Linked DNA regions of Sus scrofa: region 2 is linked to region 1. Evidence: chromatin contacts called from public HiChIP or PLAC-seq data. All regions are on one chromosome and are shown on one strand. The core of a region is the stretch at or near the end of the contact, and the rest is flanking DNA. Distances in the headings are between cores, read along the strand shown. Region 1 holds the start of NSRP1 (nuclear speckle splicing regulatory protein 1). Region 2 holds the start of GOSR1 (Golgi SNAP receptor complex member 1).

Region 1 (6,912 bases), core at 2,891-5,390:
CTTAACCCACTGAGCAAGGCCAGGGATCAAACGCGCAACCTCATGGTTCCTAGTCGGATTCGTTAACCACTGCGCCACAATGGGAACTACCTTCCGTAAGGTTTTATGCAATGCCACTCCACCCAACCCCACCAGACATCAACTCAGTGTTCTTACTCTCCTCTACTCGATCTTACTATAAAGGTCTCTCAGGAGACAAGGTCATGTTCATGCAAACACTGAATACCTATGTATTCTCATCTAAATTATAGTGTCATTATATTGGGAAGAATGAAGGAATGGGAAGCGTGTTATGTGTTTGTGTGTGGATGCACATGCTGAGGAAGGAGCTACACCTTTGTTTTGCATAATGGGAGGTTAGTTAATGCTGCTTAATTCAGAAAAAAAAAAAAAAAAAAAAGCCATACAACATGTTGTTGTTTTGCAACATGTCAAAACTATAGCCAAAATAGATGTTGGCAAACTTTTTATGCAAAGGGTCAGATAGTAAATATTTAGGCTTTGTGGGTCATAGGTCTCTGTGGCAGCTACTCAGCTCTGCCCCGTAGTATGAAAACAGTCATAGACAACATGGGCATGGCCTTTCCAATAAAACCTTGTTGTAATGGGCAACTGGCCAGATTTACCTTGTGGGCTGTTTATTAACTCTTGAACTGAAATTGAGAGTAATTGACTCAGAAGCAAAGAAAAATAGGGGTGATGTGGAGCTGGGAAATGCTCTGGTCTTAGACCTCATATGTCAGGATGACTTTAAACTATGAGCATGTGTTACTTTGCTTAAAATAAAAATAATAATGGGGGAGTTCCCGTCGTGGCGCAGTGGTTAACGAATCCGCCTAGGAACCATGAGGTTGCGGGTTCAGTCCCTGGCCTTGCTCAGTGGGTTAGGGATCTGGCGTTGTTGTGAGCTGTGGTGTAGGTTGCAGATGCGGCTTGGATCCCGCGTTGCTGTGGCTCTGGCGTAGGCCGGTGGCTACAGCTCCGATTTGACCCCTAGCCTGGGAACCTCCATATGCCGCGGGAGCGGCCCAAAGAAATGGCAAAAAGACACACACACACAAAAAGGGGGTGTGTGTGAAAATAAAGCCTCCAGCCTGGGCCATCTCTTGCTTACAGAGACTGGGTGGGGAGTTCCTGCTGTGGCGCAGTGGGTTAATGATCTGACTTGCTTTTGTGTCGAAAGATGAGTATTCAGTGTTTGCATTAACGTGATTATGTATGCTGTTTAGGGCTTAACCATGTAGTAGATTACAAGTATTTTCCCTTTCTGAATATCTTTTGCTTTTCCTGGAGTTAATGTCAAAAGAAAACTCCTAGAGTGGATGGAGTGACCAAGAATATCAGACGAAGTAGATTTCAGAGCAAAGAATATTACTCTGATAAAGGAGGTCATTTCATAATGGAAAAAAGGTCAATTAATTAAGACATAAAAATCTTGGCGTTCCAGTCGTGGCTCAGCAGTTAGCAAACCCAACTAGCATCCATGAGGCTGTGGGTTCAATCCCTGGCCTCGCTCAGTGGGTCAAGGATCTGGCGTTGCTGTGAGCTGTGGTGTAGGTCGCAGATGTGGTTCAGATCTGGTGTTGCTGTGGCCCTGGTGTAGGGAGGCAACTGCAGCTCTGATTGGACTCCTAGCCTGGGAACTTCCATATGCTGTGGGTGCAGCCCCAAAAGACTAAAAGACCAAAAAAAAAAAACCCCCCAAAAAACCCCAAAACAAACAAAAGACATAAAAATCTTAAATACTTATACATCTAATAATGGAGTTTCAAAATACTTACAACTTCAAAAGCTGATATGACTGCAAGTCTACAGAGAGCAAAAGTAGATTCCTGGTTGCCTAGGGTTGGGGAGTTTGGGGAAAAACGGGAGTAACTAATGGGTACATGGTTTCTTCTTTGGGTATTGAAGGTATTCTAAAACTGATTATGGTAATGGCAGCATAACTCTCTGAATGTACTAAAAACCATTCAATTATATACACTTTAAGCAGGTGAATTGCATGCTATGTGAATTACATCACAATAAAGTGGTTTAAAAAAGATGGTTACATGAAATAGAAATCTGGTTCTACACAAAGCAATGGAGATGCTGGAAGTGGTAAATATGTGGGTAAACATGCTTTTTACATTGACCTATTTATTATATAATAAGGAATATGATAAAACATACATATAAACAACTAGAGATACACAGGTGGCGTCAGGAATGGCACTTCTGTCCTCAGGAAGTTGGGGTGCACCACTCTCCCCGCATGTGGATGAGTTCACCAACCTGGAAGCCCTCAGAATTCCATGCTTTGGGGTTTTTTTATGTAGGCATGATCAATCCTTAATTTGGTTTAAAACCTCTCTCTCCTTCCCTGAAGATGGGGGTTGGGTAGAAAGTTCCAAACTCCTAATCATGGCATGGTCTCTCTGGTGATGAGCCCCCACCCTGAGACTATCCAGAAGACCACCCAGAGTTACCTCATTGGAACAAAATACATCAGGAACCAGGGTGGAAGATCAAATATCAGAACAAAAATTTTTCTCAGTGCTCTTGTAACTCACAATGGTTTTAGCAGCTCTGCCCAAGGAACCAGGGGCAGAAACCAATATATATGTATATATATGTATTTCACTGTTCCCTAAGCAGATTTCATATTTGGCTTGTATCTGGTCCTGCCCTAATCACTTTGGGGAGAAAATATCCAGCACATTCCTATATGCAAAACTATGTAATACATCCCAGCATTAATTCATTCAGAAGAGTGGATCTTAAAATGTGTAGGTCCTTTAAACCCTTTTGGGATTTTCCAGGTCAAAACTATCTTTCTAACAATACTAGGACATTATTTGCTTTTTTCACTCTTATCCTCACACCAGAGTACAATAAAGCTTTTCAGAGGCTTCATGATGTGTGATGATGTCATCACTCTGACAGCTAACTGAATGTGTGCTTATGGATTCTTTTTAATTTGATCTTTTTTTCTTTCAGTTTTATTGAGACATAATTAACATACGGTGCTGTATAAGTTTATGGTGTAGAGCATAATAAATTGACATATATATCATGAAATTATTACAATAAATTTAGTGAACATCCATTATTTCATATAGATACAAAAGAAAAAAAATTTTCCTCACGATGAGAATTTAGGATTTATCTCTTAACTTTCATTGCATTGTAGCAGCTGCAGCTCGGATTCAATCCCTGGCCAGGCAAACTTACATATGCATGGATGCAGCCATAAAATTAAAAAAAATAAAAAAGGATAGGAAAAGATATACTATGCTAACAATCAGTGGTTATATTAATATCAGGTAAGATAAATAAAAATAAAAGAATAAAGAGAATCATTTTTTAATAGTATGGGGTCAATATAAGAGGATATAACAAGCCTAAATATTTATACATCTAATAACAGAACTTCAAAATACACGAAACAAGACCTGACAGAAGTAAAAGGAGAAACAGACAAATCCACAATTATAGTTGGAGATTTTAACATCTTCTGTCAGGTAATTCCTGTTGGTAATTCAAGAGATCTTTTTCACTTGCTGTATGACTAGTTTGGAATGGGCCAAAAGTGAGTAGGTGCACAGGTGAAACGCGTGCCTAGAATTTTTTTAAAAGTATCATAGAAGACTTTAATCCTATACCCACCCAGTAGTACCATGGTATTGTTATTAATCATTTCTGTCCGAATATGAGATACTTAGCATAAGGATTTTGATCTTCTGCAAATTATCCTGAGCCAGATATACGCAAACGGAATATCTCAGGGGAAAAAAAAAATCCATAGCCTAGGGCAGTGGTTTTCAAACCAGAGTGTCAGAATTAGCTCGAGGGCTCCTTAAAATTCAGATTGCTGGGCCCCATCCCAGAGTTTCTGATTTGGTAGGTGTGAAATAGGGTGGGAAATTTTGCATTTCTAACAAATTCCTGGATGGTGCCAATGCTGCTGGCCCCAGGACCACACTCTGGGAATCACTGGCCTAGAATTTTGTCATTCCTTTCTTCCCACCGGTGTGGAGGCAGTCCCTCGGTTTTCAAACAATGCCGAAAGCCAAGCCCGAACAACCTGGCACCCAGCTGCACCAAGCAATTGAAAATACGAACCCAGCGGGTAGGCGGGTTCCAGGCCGCCTAAGGCCGCGCGAGAGTTCACGTAACGACGCTCTTACCTGCGTCAGCGTCACGTCGGCGTCGGCCACGTTCAGCGGAGACGGGAGCAAGATGGCGATTCCGGGCAGGCAGTGAGTGATCCGGGAGTTAGGGTTAGGCTGGGAAGTGAGACACCACGGCGACTGTGACTTTGGCCGAGGAGTAAAAATGCGCTGGAAGTGAAGGGGCTGTGTCGTCAGGGATAGAGACGGGGAAAAGCGAGAAATTCTGAGGAACATATATTCCCATCCCCCCCCACATTTTCCAGGATGGAAGCCCGAAGTTTGAGGGAGAAACTTGTGAGGAAATAAAGAAAGTTAGGCTGAGGGGCAGAGAGCGAGACTTTTCTATTTTCCAAAAGCTCGGTCTGAGGCCCCTCAGTCTTGCTTCCTACCCCGCGCTTGAGTTTCTCCCCGGTTGGATGCTTTCAGGGGTAATGAGAAGAGACAATTCCTGGCTTTCTTATAGGGCCTTGTTCTCCTTGGCAACTCAAGTTCTGATTCCCGCCCTCCCTTCTCGGTTTAGGAATGTTGTGCTGAGAAGCCACAGAAAAGGGTAGGCATATAGGAAATTGGGGCATATATTGCCGCAAAAGAGAAATGTTATATCTTCTTGCAAGTTTTACTTTTGATGTACAATCCTCAATTTGGATACGGCTTCCCGTGGTTTCTGTATCTTAAAGGCCAACGTGAGAAACTAAATGAGTTGTATCTGATGGGATGGTACTTTCAGGTGCTCCAAGACAAAGCAAGTGGGCTTAATAAAGGGTAATGGGAATTTGCCCATGGCTGTTTGGGTTTCTCAGTTAATGTAACCTTCAAAAGTTTTTCCATGGGTGACATTAACCTTTATCCAATAACTTCTTTAAAATTGTGTGAGCACTCAGTAGGGGAGAAAATAATTTTTTTTCTTTACTCTTGTTAGACCACGAGGATACTTTAGAGTGTTTTTCTTTGTAGTGGACATCAGCTGAGCTTTCCACTAACATGTTCTTTTTAAAATCTTACTATCATTTCACCATATAAAACATTTCTGAACTCTTCATTCACTTCTTTGGTTAAAATGGTATTTTGATTTTGGCCGGTGACCACAAGTAATCATTTAGAGTAATAATTATAAAATCTTAGCGCATATTAGAACTCTGAGATGGTTGAAAATGAGAACCAGTGTTATATGTTCCTAGACTATATAACATGTTTTGACTTGGTAGTTACATCTGAAAGAGATAGTGGATGTATTATTTTTTAAAGTTTAAACATAATGGTGTAATTTCTATTTTAAAAAAAATATATGCAGGTATGGGCTTATTTTGCCAAAGAAAGCACAGCAGTTGCACCCTGTTTTGCAAAAACCTTCAGTGTTTGGGAATGATTCTGATGATGATGATGAGGTAAGGGAACCTATGTTTTTCTACCGCATTGTTGGAAATATATATTTTTTTAAAAAATTGAACTTGTGAATTTGATGTCTTTGCTTGCTTTAGTTGTCAATACAGTATATCTAGAATATTATTTACACAATTATCAAAAATAATATTTAAAGAAGAAAGCACTGTTTTTTTTGATACATGAATAATTAAGAGATTTTCTTTTCTGAAGCTAAGAATTTATTTATAAGCAGTTATACAAAGTACTTTCAGATAACTAATGTTGATATAACAAAATTGTTGGTGTAAAGATCCCTGGAAATGAGCTATTAAGATGTTGCCAATTTCCTAGAATTTTTATTAGCAGAGAGGTTTCTTTTGAGACTACTTTTGTGGTTATGCAGTGTCTACTAAATGTAATTCCTCAGTTGGAATTATGATAGTTTATGAAGTTAGCATGGCTAGCACTATAAGAACAGCTAATAATGAACATTTTATTTTTCAGTAGCCAAAACAGTGTTTTCCTATGAAGCCCACAATTAAGCAATTTATAAAGCCCCCAAATGTGTGCTTTTTTAATACTTTAGTCATTTTCTGTATTTCTGAAAGAGCTTTCTATCAATTAATATGGTACTTCCTTTGCTCTGACAAAAAATAGGTTCTCTTCCAGTTTTTACTAATTATATAATACCATAGTTTGGTAATTGAACATCTTTGATCCTTTGCTTTTTTCATTCTGACGAAGAAATAGACTCCAGATGGCTTACCTTCGTAAAAGTTGAGGTATAATTTATGTATAATGAAACCATGGATTTTAAGTGTAGTTTGATGACTGGAGAAATATATATGTCCCAGTCAAGATGTAGAACATTTCCCACTCCCTTGACAGTTCTTACGCACCCCCTTGCAAATAGTTTACATTCTGCCCAAGACAACTTTCTCATTGTGGTTTTGATTTGCAGTGATGGCCAGTGATGCATCATCTTTAGAGAAATGTCTCTTCATATCATTTACCTATTTTTTTGTGTTTGTCATTTGTTATAAGATTTCTTTATATATTCTAGATACAAGTCGCTTATTATAATTTTCAAATATATTTCTCCTATAGTTTGCCTTTTCATTTTCTTGGTATGTCCTTTGAAGCACAAAAGTTCAGTTTTGAGGAAGTCCAGTTTTTTTTTTTCCCTTAAATTGCATTGTATAATCCAAAGTCATGAAGATTTATATATATATGTTTTCTTTTAAGAATTTTGTAGTTATGGAGTTCCCGTCGTGGCACAATGGTTAACAAATCCGACTAGGAACCATGAGGTTGCGGGTTCGGTCCCTGCCCTTGCTCAGTGGGTTAATGATCTGGCGTTGCTGTGAGCTGTGGTGTAGGTTGCAGACGTGGCTCG
Region 2 (6,912 bases), core at 2,441-4,940, 330 kb after region 1:
AAAGGCTGAATAGGGAGCCTAGACTCCACCTTCACCTGACTGTAATAAAGCCCTCTTCCCCACTGCTGGGTTGTATCAAAGAAGGCCACGGGGGCAGCTAAGACTCTGACTACCACACAGTGGTAATGAGGCCCTCTGCCTTGGTGTCAGTGAGGAGCAGTAACAAGTCACCCTCCCCACCTGGGGTATCAACAAAGGCCAAGGGAGAGCCTGAACTTTCACTCCCACCTGGTAGTAACAGGCAGTTCTCCAACTTTCCCCCCAGCATAGTGTCAGAGGAGTTCTGCTTAAATGGAGGTTGAAAATAAGATCCAGAGTCTTATCATACCTAAAATATCCAGGGTACACATTTATTTATTTTTTATTATTTTATTTTATTTTGTCTTTTTAGGCCTGCATCCATGGCATACGGAAGTTCCCAGGCTAGGGGTTGAATTGGAGCTGGAGCTGCCAGCCTACACCACAGCCACAGCAACACCAGATCCCAGCTGCATCTTCAGCCTACACCTTAGCTCACAGCAACACGGGATTCTTTTTTTTTTTTTTTTTTTTTTTCTTTTTTGCCATTTCTTGGGTCACACCTGTGGCATATGGAGGTTCCCAGGCTAGGGGTCTAATCAGAGCTGTAGCTGCCAGCCTACACCAGAGCCACAGCAACGCTGGATCCGAGCTGCATCTGCAACCTACACCACAGCTCACAGCAACGCGGATCATTAATCCACTGAGCAAGGCCAGGGATCGAACCCGCAACCTCATGGTTCCTAGTCGGATTCGTTAACCACTGCGCCACGACGGGAACTCCAACACTGGATTCTTAACCCACTGAGCAGAGTCAGGGATCAAACCCACATCCTCATGGATGCCAGTTTGCCGAGAGCAGCTCAGAAGGTGAGGGCTAAAGAACGGTTGCTGTGAAACTTAAGAAAAGGTTAACATAAAACAAGACACAGAGACATTTATTTTAATCAAAGGTGGGAACTGGGGTACTCAAGGTCTCAGGGACCAAGAGCACCACCTCAAGAAACTATATTGCTTTTATTGTGTTTTTTAGGATTACGTCAAATGAGTAGAGGACTGTGCAGGATATAGTTTTTTTTTAATTTTTTTAAAAGTCATGTAGTTGGTAGCTGGTTAAGCTTTTACTCTGACCTTTAGGCATTTTGAGGAAGCTATCTATGCATAGCATCTAGAGAATCACCACTGTGCTTCTACAGATGGCCTGTGACAACCAACAACCCGTTGTGCCCAGGTTTGCACCTTGTTCTCCTTGCTGATGCATATCCCATTAACGACCCTTCATAAATGCCCTGGGGCCATGAGGCTCCTCTTCCTCTTATTTTAACAGGACATATGCTGTACAAACGGCATGCCTATTTGCACAGGTCCAGCATGCCCGGACCAAAGCATTATGTCCTCATTCAGCTGACCACATGAATAACTCAATGCCTTTTGGTCTTTGTTCTTAAGCTTAAGTTATTTACCAGCACTGTGACTGTTTTTCAAGCAGCAATACAGGGTAAAGGTAAAGCAGGACAAGATGGAGTTTTCAGCATGGAAAATAGAAACAGGGAGACTAAGAAAAGATTGTAGAAACATGTCTCCCAACACTAGTTGGGTTCGTTACCACTGAGCCACAAAGGGGACTTCCAGGGTACAAATTTAAAACCACTCATTATACCAAGAACCCAGAGATTTTCAGCTTGAACAAAAAGAAACAACAAACACCAACATCAAAATGAAACACCCATTGGAATTGTCTGACAAGGATATAATAAAAACATTTCAATGAGCAATTACAAAAAAATCTTAGAACAAATGATAAAAAGAGTCTTGGGAAAGAAATGCAAAGTCTCAGCAAATAAATAGAAGAGATAATGAGGGAGTTCCCGTCGTGGCGCAGTGGTTGACGAATCCGACTAGGAACCATAAGGTTGCGGGTTGATCCCTGCCCTTGCTCAGTGGGTTAATGATCCGGCGTTGCTGTGAGCTGTGGTGTAGGTTGCAGACACGGCTCGGATCCGCGTTACTGTAGCTCTGGCGTAGGCCAGTGGCTACAGCTCCGATTCAACCCCTAGCCTGGGAACCTCCATATGCCGCGAGAGCAGCCCAAGAAATAGCAACAACAACAACAACGATAACAACAACAACAACAAAAGACAAAAAAATAAAATAAAAAAAAGAAGAGATAATGAGGAACCAAATGGATATTTTTAATCTGAAAAATACAATAATTAAAAACTCAGTGAATGGGCTTGACAGCAGAATGGAGGGGACAGAGGAAAGACACGCCTATCAATGAACTTGAAGACAGAACAGTAGAAATTACCAATCTAAAGAATAGAAAATAGACTGAACAAATTAGTAGTGCCTTAGGGATATGTAGGACTATAACAAAAAGATTTAACATTCACATCATCGGAGTCCCAAGAGAAGAATAACAGGATAGAGGCAGAAAAAGTATTAGAAGAAGTAATCTCTGAAAATCTTTCCCAAATGTGTCAAAAGACATAAACCTAAGATTCAAGAAGCTGAGAAAATCCCAAACAGTATAAAACCAAAGAAATCTATGCTAAAACACACCATAATCAACTTTCTGAAAACTAAAAAAAAAAAAAAAAAAAAAGTTTTTAAAGCAGAGAGAACGATCTCTTAGCTATAATGGAAAAACAATTCAATTTCTCATTAGAACTTGTAGAAGCAGGAAGGAATTAGCCCACTTTTCAAGTGCTGAAAAAAAGAAACTGTCAACCCCAGATTCTATATCCGGCAATAATATTTTTCAGGAAGGAAAGGGAAATCAAGACATCTCAGATGAAGAAAAAATAATAGAATTTGTCTCCAGCTGATCTACTCTTTTAACAAATGGCTAAAGGAAGTTCTTGAAACAGAAAGAAAATGATAAAAAAGGAATCTTGGAACATCAGGGAGGAAGAAAGAAAAATTGGAAGAGTAAAAAAAAATGTATCAGTAACACAAAATATGGCTTTCCTTCTTTTAAAATCTATGTTTGACAGTCAAAGCAAAGATTATAATATTATATGATGTGGTTCTCAGGGAACATAGGGGAAATATTAAAGACAACTATAAATGGTAGTGAATAAAGGCGCAGGTGTGATTTTAAAAACTTTGCAGGAGGAAAGGGTTCTACACTTCACCAGAACTAGCGAAAAATGGACACAAGTAGGTTGGGATAATTTATCTGTCTATAAAGGGTGGCTCTGGACAGCTGATTTTAGCAGGTTGAGGGGTCAAGATGAGGAACGTTGAAGCAGTTAGAATATGCTTCATATATTTGTTGGCTAGAAAGGAAAGAGGGCTGGGACTCCTAGACAGAGGAAAAGGCGGCCAGTGGAGAAGAGGGCATAAGTTAGAAACGCGGGATAGCGGAGCACAGGGGGAGGTAGGATGAAGAGGTTGGTCGTGGGAAGAAAAGAGCCTTTGGCCCCGAAAAAAAGAGGCTGGCTGAAGGTACACATTTGAGAGAAGGTGAACAAAACAGGTAGTTGCGTCTAAGGATAACGTTCTTCTCAGCCTAGAAGGTACCTGCTAAAGAGAGAATTAGTCCAGCTGAGGGTGAGTATGCCAGTTTCGGGCGCGGAGAGCGGATGTGAACACCAGAAAGATGTCAGGGAGCGTCAAATTCTAAACATGGGTTTTCAGAAAGGTGTAAAATAATGAATTGACCGCCAGGTGGCGGTGTCTCTGGAGGCTCACGTATCCCATCGGCCCTGGCGCCAGGCGGAAGAAGGCGTGGAGGTGACTCTCTGGCTCGCATCGCCTCCGCTCTCCTATCCCGCCTGACGTTGGACAACAAAGATGGCGGCAGGAACCAGCAATTACTGGGAAGGTGAGTGGAGACCTCGGTTAGTCTCGCTGAGACGCAGAGGGACTGAGTGAAGACAGGTCTTGAGGGACGCTGCAGAGAGAAGAGCCTGGCTTCTGGAGCGCCCGAGCTGAGGGGTGGGGCTGGTCTAGTGGGTACCCCTGGGCCTGGGGGCTCTAGAGACCGTATGGTCTGGGGAGGGGGCTGCCCTGAGCGGCAGCCGGACCTGGAGCAGTGGTTGGGCGGAGAGAGCTGAGCCGGGACCGAGAGGAAGAAGGCCTGAGTCGCCGGAGGAAAGCTGGGTTGAGGGGGTAGCAGAACTCGAACGAGGGATTTGGAGTATGAACTCTGGGAGGAAACGAGGGTTGAGCGAGAATATCCCGAGCCCAGGAGGCTGGAGGAGTCAGCGCCTTAGAGTCACTGTTGGATAATTGAGTAGGAAAAGAGAAAGGAGGAACTTGTCAGGCCGGTCCATCGAAGGAAGCTGTGTGAGCGGAATGTCTTCCTCCTTGGCAGCTTCAGGCTGGGACTTCGAGGACTGGGTGTCGAGTCGCATTGGAAGGCAGAGGAAATAACCACCCTCCGTTCTGGAGATCGGTTTTGTTAAAAAGAGAAAGTTGAGAGAACCAGTGTGACTTGTAATTATTGCATTTAATTATAATTATTGCACTATTGCTGTATCTCTTCTATCAAAAAGCATCGCGTGATTTGACCAGTACGTTTATTTAATTCCTGAAATTACGGTTCGATAAAGTAAGTTCATGTAAAACTCGTTCCTGGACCATGATGATGAACAAAGATCAGAAAAGGCGCACCTTTTTCTTTCAGTTGTCTCTGCTTTACTGCAAAATAGAACTCTTTTGAATCCTTTTCCATTTTAACCAGTTTCCTCTTGCTACCCACTGAAACCTCTGGAAACCACCACAAATGGCAGTATTGTCACTGTCGGCCACTTAATCTAAAATAGTTAATTCTGAGTTCATCCATACCTGCTCGTCATACTTTGAGAATGCTTTTACTTGACGTTTTCTGCTAGAGAAGACAGTTCCTGATTACAGAGAAGCATGCTTATAGTTTAAAACGTATTAAAAGGCTTATTTGAAATGTGTATGTGCTAGCTAGAAAATACTTTAAAATTATGTAGAAGTGTCTGTTGGTTAGCTTTAGTATAAGTCGTTGGGCTGACTTTTTGGAAGTGTCATGCTAAAGGAATTATAGCAGCTTATTGACAGTCTACTCTGTGCCAGGTGCTTTAAGCACATGATTACTAACGCATAGGAAAACCCTGAAGGTAGGGGTTTGAAAAGCAAAAAGCAGAGATTCATAGGTTAAGTAGATTGTGAATAAATCTCAGAGCCAGTTCTTAGAACCTCAGAACTTCAGGCTGAGCTGAGATTCTGAGGTTTGATCTCTTGGAGAATGTGCTCCACTGTATTTCCTGCGCGCTGCTTCGTGCTTCTTGTTGCTGATGATATTATTGGAATAGTGTTTAATATTCCTTATCCCTGAAAGGTGAGATCTTTATGCTATGCCTTCAGTATTTCAGCCCTTTTATTTTGACTTCTGCTTCACCGTGAATGAGAGTACACACATCTAGATATGTGTTAACAGACTGGCTTCACTCAGCCACCTAGATGCCAAACTATTATTACACCAGTTCCTCTGCATGCTTGTTTGCTTCTCTTCTTTTAAAACTTAGGTTCTTATTTCTGTCATATTTGACTTTGTTGGAGTACATTGTTTACTGTTAAATTTAGCCTCTCCAAATATCTTTCAGCAAGCTTTTTCTTTTCTTTTTCTTTTTTTTTTTTTTTTGGCCACCTTAACAGCGTATGGAAGTTCCCGGGCCAGGGGTCGAATCTGAGCCACAGCTATGACCTGTACCACAGCTGTGGCAGTACCAGATCCCACCATGCCAGGACGGGTTTCAAACCCATGCTGCCACAGAGACAATGCCAGATCCCTCACCTGCTGCACCACAGCAGGAACTCCTTAGCAAGCTTATTGAAAAACAATTTTTAAAATCTTTGTCAATGATTATTTTTCTTTACACTCACTTACTCACTCTACTATTAACAATTTCATGGAGTTCCCGTCGTGGCGCAGTGACTAACGAATCCGACTAGGAACCATGAGGTTGCGGTTCGATCCCTGGCCTTGCTCAGTGGGTTAAGGATCCAGCATTGCCGTGAGCTGTGGTGTAGGTTGCAGATGTGGCTCGGATCCTGTGTTGTTGTGGCTCTAGCATAGGCCGGCAGCTATAGCTCTGATTAGACCCCTAGCCCGGGAACCTCCCTATGCTGAGGGTGCAGCCCTGAAAAGACAAAAGACCAAAAAAAAAAAAAAAAGAAAGAAAGAAAGAAAAAGAATTTCATAAGGTTTATAAAGCTTTGGAACATAAAGAGATAGGAAAGTCCCTGTCAAAAACAGTGATGTTTCTTTTTTATGAAGTTAGCTGGTAAATTGATATGATGCTGGTCATAAACCCTATTCAGTTCCTTAGTGATTTGTAGTCTCTTCTGTTTCCCCCTGAATTACAAAGTTTTAGTTATTGCTATAGAATAATTTCAGGGATATTAGAACAACATTGGTTGTCTAGCTATCTTTTGGGTAAAGCTGAAATTATGCATTTCCCACTGTTTCACCCTTTTTTGCCCCACCTGGAGTTTAAGTAAGTGACAGTTTTCTTTCCCAGGTAGGTATATGGTTTTCTTCTTTTAACATTTTTCTATAAGAGAGAATCGAGATATATGATAATTTTCATAGTTTGTTTTCTTAGGAAAAGTTTTGTGATTTTTTTTTATATCTACTGATGGACTTTTTATGTCTGATTATTTGCTTTTACAATTTTATTAAAGATCTCAGGAAACAGGCTCGGCAGCTGGAAAATGAACTTGACCTGAAACTAGTTTCCTTCAGTAAACTCTGTACAAGTTACAGTCACAGCAGTGCCCGAGATGGAAGACGCGACAGGTATAGGTACTACCAGATTCTCTCTCTTATGCCTAAAATTATATAGTGTTTTTAAAGCATTGAAAAATAAAATAAAATATATAACTCTGCAAATTAAATTTTGGGTATTATTAAAA

What was found. HiChIP or PLAC-seq counts read pairs in DNA pulled down with a chosen protein or histone mark.
Region 2: a contact with region 1 is called in an H3K27ac HiChIP or PLAC-seq map of alveolar macrophages. The contact joins the promoter of GOSR1 here to the promoter of NSRP1 in region 1. A contact is called at or near these places in 2 of 5 promoter capture datasets (fetal liver and liver), 2 of 47 Hi-C or Micro-C datasets (embryonic fibroblasts and skeletal muscle) and 1 of 2 datasets of contacts at active chromatin or transcription factors (alveolar macrophages).

Annotation. Positions count from the first base shown.
Region 1 is chr12:46,207,062-46,213,973 of Sscrofa11.1, forward strand. It overlaps NSRP1 (nuclear speckle splicing regulatory protein 1), which reads left to right and starts at 4,141. Exons shown (of 7, transcript XM_003131784.6): 1 at 4,141-4,241; 2 at 5,446-5,539. The coding sequence starts at 4,222. It overlaps MIR423 (microRNA 423), which reads left to right and starts at 4,464; the gene lies at 4,464-4,543.
Region 2 is chr12:46,537,434-46,544,345 of Sscrofa11.1, forward strand. It overlaps GOSR1 (Golgi SNAP receptor complex member 1), which reads left to right and starts at 3,691. Exons shown (of 9, transcript XM_003131787.5): 1 at 3,691-3,847; 2 at 6,682-6,802. The coding sequence starts at 3,817.